Regions from separate parts of the Mus musculus genome. Here region 1 is linked to region 2. Evidence: chromatin contacts called from public promoter capture Hi-C data. All regions are on one chromosome and are shown on one strand. The core of a region is the stretch at or near the end of the contact, and the rest is flanking DNA. Distances in the headings are between cores, read along the strand shown. Region 1 holds the start of Kctd21 (potassium channel tetramerisation domain containing 21). Region 2 overlaps Gab2 (growth factor receptor bound protein 2-associated protein 2).

Evidence for each region. Promoter capture Hi-C pulls out the DNA fragments that hold promoters and counts their contacts.
Region 1: a promoter capture Hi-C map of neutrophils shows a contact between it and region 2. The contact joins the promoter of Kctd21 here to the enhancer-like site in region 2. A contact is called at or near these places in 7 of 39 promoter capture datasets (the C10 cell line, the HPC-7 cell line, epiblast stem cells and 4 more), 4 of 115 datasets of contacts at active chromatin or transcription factors (bone marrow-derived macrophages, fetal liver, microglia and 1 more) and 1 of 9 other capture datasets (adipose tissue).

The regions. Positions count from the first base shown.
Region 1 is chr7:97,329,750-97,334,588 of GRCm38.p6, reverse strand. Kctd21 (potassium channel tetramerisation domain containing 21) reads right to left here and starts at 2,266. Exons shown (of 2, transcript NM_001039039.3): 1 at 2,218-2,266. It overlaps Usp35 (ubiquitin specific peptidase 35), which reads left to right and starts at 2,480. Exons shown (of 11, transcript NM_001177412.2): 1 at 2,480-2,752.
Region 2 is chr7:97,106,208-97,110,865 of GRCm38.p6, reverse strand. All of the region lies in intron 1 of Gab2 (growth factor receptor bound protein 2-associated protein 2), which reads right to left. Among named protein-coding and RNA genes, the nearest start is that of Gab2, 27 kb to the right of the region's middle. Within about 2 kb of position 3,200, at least 16 of the 459 cell types and tissues checked have an H3K27ac peak or open chromatin away from gene starts, as enhancers often do. A contact at or near this core is called in bone marrow-derived macrophages, microglia and neutrophils, where this site is marked.

The sequences.
Region 1 (4,839 bases), core at 1,017-3,516, 220 kb before region 2:
GGGACTTCTGGGGTAGAGGACAGCATATGGTCTTTGCCCAGAGTCAGTGTTTGTGGTAGGCTCTCCGAGGGAAGATGGTGGCGGCCAGGAAAACCATGACAGTTCAAACTGTGATAGTTACTCAACATGCTAATTTCTACTCCCCCCTCCCTCCCTCTCTCCTCTCTTTCTGTATTTCAAGACTGGGTTTGTCTGTGTAGCCCTGGCTGTCTTGGAACTCACTCTGTAGGCCAGGCTGGCTTTAAACTCAGAAATCCGCCTGCCTCTGTTGCCCAAGAGCTGCGATTAAAGGTGAGAGCCACCACTGCCTCATGAAATAGACACTCTCGTAGGCTTTATAGACCAGCATGACAGGCCCTTCCCTTCCTCTGCAACTTGACTTCTAGCCTCCCCTTGGCCAGGATTTTGAAGGAAAAATCTCATCAGGCTGCCAAGCCTCACCTGTAGCACCCACACCATCCTTTTTGACTCAAAGCACTTTATGCTCAGTACTTAGCACAGTACTTTATGCTCAGTACTTAGCACAGTTAACCTAAGTAGGAGCCTGGCTTCCCTGCTGAAGAAATCCCTTGCTATCCCCAGAAACTGGGGCTGGGCAGGGAGTAGGGAAGACATTTTTTTTTTTTTTTTTTAACTTTGTTTAGTTAGACCTATCTTCACCTTCCCGGACTTGTGCACCAACAGGACTATTTATGTCCCTGTTTTGGAGATAAACACTTTAAAACTTTTCATTTTGAAAATACTCCCTTGAATTTTCACTTTGGAATCAAATGTGTAGGACAATGTCTAATTGGCTGTCATGCTGCCAAGGCCATGGTGGCTTCCACTGTGCAGGGGAAGGGACAGAGCACCGGGTTCAAGTGAGTGACGACTGCCGATCACCTAGCAGCTTCCCAGCCTTACCCAGGGTGATCTCCAGGATAGGGCTTTGGCCCAGAGCTCTGCAGACTTCCCCTTCATCCTTTCACACCCAACAGCTGACGGCCACCTTGCCCTGTCCTATCTCTGAGAGGCCTACAGGCTGCTCCCCTCAGTTCACACAAGGGGCACTGGGATTTGTGCCCATCAGGGCGGGGTGGGGGTGGGCTGGAAGAAGAGACCACCCAACCTGAGGCATTTCCTTGCTTGCACAGAAATGCTTTGTTGAAGATGGTCCCAACACCATCCCTCAACCGCAGGCAGAACTTTCCCTAGCCACCCTGGCTCATCTTGTGGTTTTCCTCAGGCACCCACACCTCCTTTCAGCTTTCTCTTCCTGTGGCCTTCCCACTCCTCCCAACAGTGATAACTGTAAACAAAGGGCTTTCAAATAGCTCCAGCCTGAAGACACCATAGAAGGGTTGCCTTGTAGCTGGGCATTGAAAGTGCTAGGGCACAGGTCCTGGAGCACAACTTTGGATGGGTGGGGCATTGGATTGCCTTGTAGCTGGGCATTGAAAGTGCTAGGGCACAGGTCCTGGAGCACAACTTTGGATGGGTGGGGCATTGGGTTGCCTTGTAGCTGGGCATTGAAAGTGCTAGGGCACAGGTCCTGGAGCACAACTTTGGATGGGTGGGGCATCACAATGCTTGCTTCTTTCCTGTCACCCCAGACCAAACCTCTGTTTCCCCTGTGGGCAGAGAAAGGCAGGGTCTTTGAAGGCTTTTGGGGGCAAGTCACTTATCAGGTGTGTTGCTCAACTGGAAACAGTTATCACGGTGAGGCCTTGGCGGGATGTGAGTAGAATGAGTATGTGTGTGACGCACTGAGCTCCAGGGATGGGCTCTTTATTTCTAGTCACATGGAAAGAATGGTGCTGTGTACATCCACACGCCCTGGGTTCACTAGAGCTGGGAGGGGTCCCTGTCATCCCTGTGGTCCGCCTCGCGCTCGCCCACCTAACCCAGCACCCACTCCTCAGCTCTGGAACCGGTCCCTTCTGATCAAACAAGAGGTCCCCTTCTCACCTAGAGACTCGGCTCCTCTTCCTAACCCACCAAAGGCTCCTCCCACAGCGCATCCCTTTCTCCAGCCCCGCCCCTCAGGTGGTTCGGTCTACCCCCTCACCCCGAAACGCGCCCCTCCCCCGCGGCCACGGGCGGGGCTACCCCATTTCACAGATGAGAACAGCGAGGCTGCGACAGATGACCTTTCACGGCAGGACAGGTGCCCGGAAAGACATGTATGCGTCCGCTGGGTCCAGAGCCCTCCCCGAAACCCCTGCGCACCGCACCCACCTCCTGCCCTCGCTCGGCAGCCTCCCCTCCAGCCAGCGCAGCTTCGCTAGGGGGTGGGCCGGGCTGGGGCAGGGGCGGGTCGTCCCGGGCCGCGCGCTGGCCGCCGGGACTTGTAGTCCCCTCTGCGTTCCTTCCTGTGCCGCGTGCCGGGCCCGGACTCCACCTCCCAGGAGGCTACGCGGAGAGCCAGCCCCCTACTGGCCCGCCCCGCCGGCACTGGGACCAGCTGGCCTTAAAGGGGACGCGGCCCGACTGGGAGCTCGCAGGGTAACCCCCGCTGTGGCTCCGCCCCGTTTCCCCGCACCTCACCCCTCTCCCAGTTCCGTCCCGCAGCTCTGAGACCGCGCAGTTGCACTGCCCAGGTCCATCTAGGGTTGTGCGGAGCGGGGTGGGTGGAGTTGGACATCACAAAGTAGCAGCAGCATCCCTGCGGTCTGGGACCCCTCGGTAGGGGAGCGGAGGACCCGCCCTGACCTCGACTGGCCCAGCCTAGTCTAGTCCGGCCCATGCGCCCCGCCCAGGAGTGGGTTCTAAGGTAAGGCCCTCTGAAGTCTAGGAGTTAAGGGGGCTTTGGGTGTTTGAGTGCTCATGTCGGGGGGCGGGGGCAGTGTCTGCACTCTTGACATTTCGAGTGCTCCTTACTTATCTTTAGGACTCTGAGAGCACGAGATTGGAAGGTGGGGGATCTAGGTGCTTCTGGGCCTTTGCTGTGTGACCTTGGCCTTCTAACTGCCCCTCTCTGAGCCTTAACCATCTCCTTCATCAACTGAGTAGTTCCAGCTTCTGTACCTCTCAGTCCTGAGAGCAGCCACAACTAGAACCATGACGCCTGGCAATCTTTTTGCGGAGAACCCCCAGTCTGGGCTAAACAGGCGTAAGGAAGGAAGAGAGGGGGCCCAACTGGAGTAGACACTGAGGATCCAGAGGCAGTCTGATCATCTTTGTCCTGGAGTCCGGGGGCCTTGACATCGCTTGCAGATTGCAGAACTGAAGCTTAAGCGCCTGTCCTCCCTCAGAGAAAGTCTGGGCTGGGAGTGGGGGCTGGGTTAGCAGAGGTTAGTGAGTGGTGGCTCTGTAATCAGGGGCGAGTGTGGACAGTCCCAGAGGGGACTTCTCTTCATCTTCTCTTCCATCTCTCTAATTCCTCTTCAGTAACAGGGTTGTTCTTGCCTGTCACTAGCAAAGCCCTCACTCCTGTCTTTCCAGGACCCAGCCTGGGGCTGGTCGAGGCCTCCTAGGGGGAAGGGTGCCATGCTAGGGTTGCCTTGGTAAGACACTGAGTTAAAACACATTCTGCTGCCAAGAGACCCGAGTGAACCCTGGCGTCCATAGGAGTCAGGGTGTGGGGGCATGAATGTGAGGGGCTGAGAGGACAGCAGATGAACCCCCTCCTCCCCAACGCAGGGCAGGGACCTGCAGACCCTCCCTCCTCCCCTTTGAGGAGATCTGGGAACAGCAGATCCAGGGGCTAACCAGGAGCTGGGGTTTCTTATTGTTTTTTCTGCCTTGTTTGTATGGGCCATTTCTGGAATGGCTGAGTCTTCTTTGGCCTCTGTGAGGTATCTCGCAGATGTTCAAGGGTCATGGATATTAGAGTCCAGGCCCAGGCTGAGGAGGGACAGGGACTGGCCTCAAGGTAACTCTGTCTCTGGATACTACTTTTCTGGTCACATCTTTGATTTTTATCTCGTTTTGTTACCAAATGTCTCTCATCAATATCTAGGCACACCTAGATACATGGCCACCTCTGCCCCTGGGCACACTATCATCCTGGGCGCTGTGTACAGAACAGGATTGGATCTACTTCCTCCAGAGTCAGACCCTAGCCAGGTAGGAGAGAGAGCGTGCTGGAGCAAGTTAGACTGCAGAGGATGAAGGAGCCAAGGCGGCCTGGGAACCGGAGCTTAGAGACTCGCTCTGTGGAGGGACAGGGAATGGCTTGTGAACTGGGCATTGCAGGATGAGTCAGAATTAGCCAGGAAAGAAGAGGCAAGCCCTTTCCCATAGAGAGGACAGAAACAAAACAAAACAAAACAAAACAGCCTTTCTCCAATTTCCATCTATGCCTAATATCAGTGTGGTGTCACATAGACAGCCCAAGTGGCAGGCTTTCGAGTATGGGCTTTGACTGAGGGGCCTAGTGGCCTTGAGGGTCTGAGTAGCCAGGCAAGAGGGAACTTTTCAGAAATGAGGTTAATCTGATGGCATTGCTGAGGGAGAGAGGCTGAGGAGGTGATGGAGGTTGAGCTCAGGACCCCCCTAACCCCCATGGTGATAGGGAAGAGCCAGGTTCTCCGAAGCACAAGCAGGGGACTGTCAACACACAGCTGAAATGCCAAGGGTTATCCATGAGGGACAGATGAAGGCTCAGGGCCTTCTGGGTGGGGTGTTCCCTCTCCCGGGTTCCTGGAGCATCCACACAGAGTGTGCCTGGACACCAGGCTGGCAGGCTGGCAGGCTGGCAGGCTGAGGGCACAGACTCAGGGTTTGGGCAAGGGCATCAGCCATGCTGGGGAAAGGCCAAGAGGTAAGTGGCCAGTCACCTTCCATTTGGGTTTCAGAGGCTGAGAGTTGAAGGGGTCTCTTTCTCTGTCACCAAGGCTACCATGGAGGTGGTGTCCA
Region 2 (4,658 bases), core at 1,951-4,450:
AAGCCTAGTATTCAACTTATTTCTATTAATTGGTATGTGTGTATGTTTTCATGTATTCATATGACTTATTTTATTTTTATGTTATGTGCCCAAAGAGACCAGAAAAGAGGGTGTTAGATCCTCTGAAGCTAAAGTTACAGGCAGCTGTGAGCTCCAGTCTGAAAGAGTAGCAAGTGTTCTTAACTGCTAAACCATCTCTACAGCCCTCTATATCTTACTTGTCTAGGCTAGCTGATCAATGAACTTCAGAATACCTGTCCCTGCCTTGCTAGCACTGGTATGATAAGTGCATATCACAGATCTGACTAACACAGTTCTCCAATCCCTGGACATAGTTATTTGTCAGGCAGTAGAAGTATGACCTAGGCTTTTAAAATTAGAGTTCTAAGAATAAAGACCTTGCCTGTGAGTTGCAGACATAAGCTAACTGGGGGTTGGGGAGTGGGTGGGTGGGGCATAAGTTGATAGCAAACTTCTTTTCTATCATCTGGAGAAAGCTTGTCTACAGGGAAAAAGCAAACCAACCATAACCAAATAGTAAGAAAGGTAGTATGTAAGCATTAAGTATGATTGTATGCCGAAGGCCACTAGAGTTGTCCTGGTATCTGAAATACTTGTTTCAGTTTTATGAGCTTTCTTACTATCATTCAAACACATTTCTACTTCTTTCTTAGGTTTATCTGAGTTGGGCTTTATCATTATGTAATTAAAAACTATTTAAAACCCAAATTTATATTTTTTTGCTAGGCTTTCTATAAGGTGCGTTGTAATCAAGATCCCATTCAGTTAATGTGGACTCTTCTGTAAGCCCTGAGTCAGGATTGTCACTTCTTATACCAACCAAACTGGTAGCAGAATGAAGGCTTGTCACCCACTTATACTACCAACTAAAATACATTCAGACTCTACTTGCTTAAGGCACAGTTAGTTAAATAATTATGGAGGCCAAGGGATGGAATATACTGTCTGGCCATACTGAAACACAGGGTAGATGAAGCCAGTTTCTCAAGAAGCACACAGAAATGAACAGAAATTAGGTGCTACTAAGGAGAAAGCATTCAATGCATATTCAACAAGGAAAATTAGAATGAACACTTTTTTAGACTTTCTAGTTTTCTGAATCATCTATCTGATCAATAACTCCTGTTTGCATCATTTCCTGCTGTAAGCTAGCATGTCTTTTGTCTAATTTGAGACTACTGTTCTCCAGGGATCACTGACTCTATAAGCACACATTCTGAGTACCAAATTGAAGTGCTGATATGGCAAAGAATGAGATATTAGATACTTTCTAGAAATGGCAACTACCAAGAGCTGATTAAAAGCAAGTAAGTTTCTCTTGACTTAATTAAAATTCCTGGTTGTCTCCTTGCCTTGGCTTCCTCTTACTAAATGTAAGCACAAGAAAATAATGCAAAGCTCATTAGGAAAGAGTTTTGGCCATCAATACAACAGATTTCTCCCTCATTGGGCTGTTAACAGTGAGCGAGTAAGTTTTCTTTTTTAGTCTCGAAAAAAACCAACAACAACAAAAACCAAACCAAACAAAAACAAAAACAAACAAACAAACAAAAACAGGAATTCTGGTACTGCTATGAGTAGATGGTGTCATCATCTAGCACTGGACTGGGACACAGGAGACCTTGGTTTGTCAGTTATCAGTTACTTACTGTTTACCTTCAGAGTAAGTGATGGATGAGCTCTCATCTTGAAATAGTAACAGCATAAACATCCTGATTATAAAACTAATGGTGCTATAACCCCATCTTTTTAAACTTATAATAAGATTGAACAGGACTAACAAGATTTCTCAGTGGGTAAAGGCACTTGTCACCAAATCTGATGACTTACTTGAGTTCAGTCTCTAACATCCACATGATGGGAAGGAGGGAATTGACTCCTGAAAATCATCCTCTGATTGCCACATGCACACTATGGCATGAGTGTATCCCCTAACACAGAGACCCATACGCACATAGATATGTACAAACACAGAAAGAGAGATGGGGAAAAGGAGAGGGAAAGAGGAAAATATAAAACAAACTTTAAAAAATGATTGAATACAGGGTGGCTGTGATTCACATGTATTACTCAAACACCTGAAATGATTATGAATTGTGCAATTGTGGAATACAGCACCTATTTTTAGTGGTTTCCAGGTTTGGGTATTAAAAATAACAGAGGTATAAACATTATTATACAAGCCTTTTCTCTTCTTAAAATGTTAAGGTTCACTTACTGTATGATAAAAGGCTTTAGGTAAAAGTAGTCAGAAGGGTTCTAAGAACTATTTATATACATGTAACCATTATTTTTTCTAAAAAAATATTGCACTATTCCTATGGCCTTCCTTCCTTCTTGTCCTCCATCCTTCACCCTTACTTCTTTTTAATACAATTTTACTCTGGTTAAGATCTCTAGTGATTCCAGTATCTTATAGAAGTACAGAGACTATACTCCTGTTCTGAAGGCAAAGGGAAGGGAAGTTGGCTACTGCTGACTTCATACCCACAAACTGAAACTTTTGAGTAATACCCACACCGTCTCCATAAAGAGAAGAAGAGTCTGGTTCTCCAGAAGGCTAGACCCCACCAACATTCTAGTGACAGGCCAAAAAAAGAAGTGACACAGGAGTGAGATGCAGACACCATCCCAGATGAAATTCAACGTCTTTATACCTAACCATGTCAATCTGGGCAAGCTTGTCTTAGTTCAGGTTTCCGTTGCTTTGAAGAGACACCATGACCAAGGCAGCAACTCTTACCAAGGACAACATTTAGTTGGGGCTGGCTTACTGGTTCTGAGGTTTAGTCCATGGTGGGAAGCATAGTAATGTCCAGGCAGGCATGGCTCTGGAGGAGCTGAGAGTTCTGTATCTTATTCTGAAGGCAAACAGAAGACTACTCTCTTCCAGGCAGCTAGGAGAAGGGTCTGAAAGCCCACCCCTACAGTGACACACTTCCTCCCACAAGGCCACACCTCTCCTAATAGTGCCACTCCCTGGGCCAAGCATCTATTCAGATGATTAAGTGACTTGTCTTCATTATTCTCTTAACTTGATGAATTTCACTGACTTGTTTTTAAATGTTAATCCAATCTTATGTTCCTTGTACAAATGCCTTACTCACAGTGAGGCAGAGCCAGATTCTGACTCCAAGCAGTCTGACTTTAGAATGTCCCCTCCCATAATGCCACACATTAGACTACATGAGTGATGAGTAGGCTTGACAGTGGATAAGAGGGAACTATGCTTGGGTGACCCTAGGATGATAGGGGTGTGTAGAAAACAGAATAGAATTTCCTAATCTGCTACAGCCTTCATCCTCCAAATTACTCTCTTAAATTACTAAATCTTTTCTTGAAGCGGCTCTGTTTTTGTTTTTGTTTTGATACAAGGTCTCACAGTGTAGACCAGATTGGCCTCAAACACAGAGATCCATCCACCTGCTTTTCTCTCTTGAGTGCTAGAATTAAAGGTGTGCATCGCCACATCTGATTTGGGAAGCTCTATATCCATACATCTACAGGTACACCCTGCTTTAATATTTACTTTAGCATTTCTTATATTGTGGATTTTCTGTAATAACTTTCTCAGCTTTAAAATATATAACAATATGTTTGCTTTTAGTATCTTAAAAAGAAATTTTCATTGGATATAGAAGTCTAGACTGATGGCATCACTTACTGTTGTCATAGTCTATGCATACTATGCTTTTATTTCCTCAACTGAACAATGAGAACAGTAAAATGCCTATGCTATTAAGATGTCTTGAGGAAATAAAATAACTCAAATAAAAGATTCAGCACCATGTCTTAAATCTAGTGAGTGTTCAAGGAACACTTGGAAGAAAAACAAAGATAAACCTACATGATATTGTGCTAGATACACAAGACAAAACCCCCAGATTCCAGAATCAAGGACCCTGAAGTATTTCTTATATATTGAGGTATTTTAAGGTATATTTTTTTCTCCTGCTTAATTGGTAGGACCACATTGCTCTAAGGTGTTGGGTGAAGTAAGGGAGGTTGAAGGAAAAAAGTGGGGAACAGAAGGTAAGAGAAAAAGAGAAACATATTAAATATGTATTTGCCTAAAATACACTGATAGAAGAACCAAATTCAAGCCAGGTGGGTCCAACTCCAGAATCTTAGGCTATAACCACAGAAGATGTCCAGTCAAGTCAAATATAATCAGTTGTCCAAGAATAGTCTCCATCAGCATCTCTGTGAAGTATCTGACTATAAACAGAAAATTCACCAATGAAGCTGAGAAATTTTGCTGAGGAAAGCAGCTTGGAGAGAAATGCTACATGCTATGGGATCTCAAACCAGGACTGCCTTGTCTCTGTAATTCTTCCAGCAAAGTCAGAGTTTCTGGTTTACTTCTTGTCTTTGTCTAGCCCTTTAACTCTGCAACTGAATCTTTTAGAGTCATGTTTATGTGTCCTATGTGTTTACAATGGAAATTTCTTTTCAGGGCCTCAGTTGACCCTGGTGCGGGTGTTGGCAAGTATCTTCTATCTCTATAGCAAGGATCCTAATAAAGAGACAATGACGAGTCAGATATAGCAAATGAAGGAAGATATGACTCCAGATTATTAATTATAACCTGGGTTCCAAGGGTAGAGAGGAAAAGGAAGATGGCCACAAAACTAACT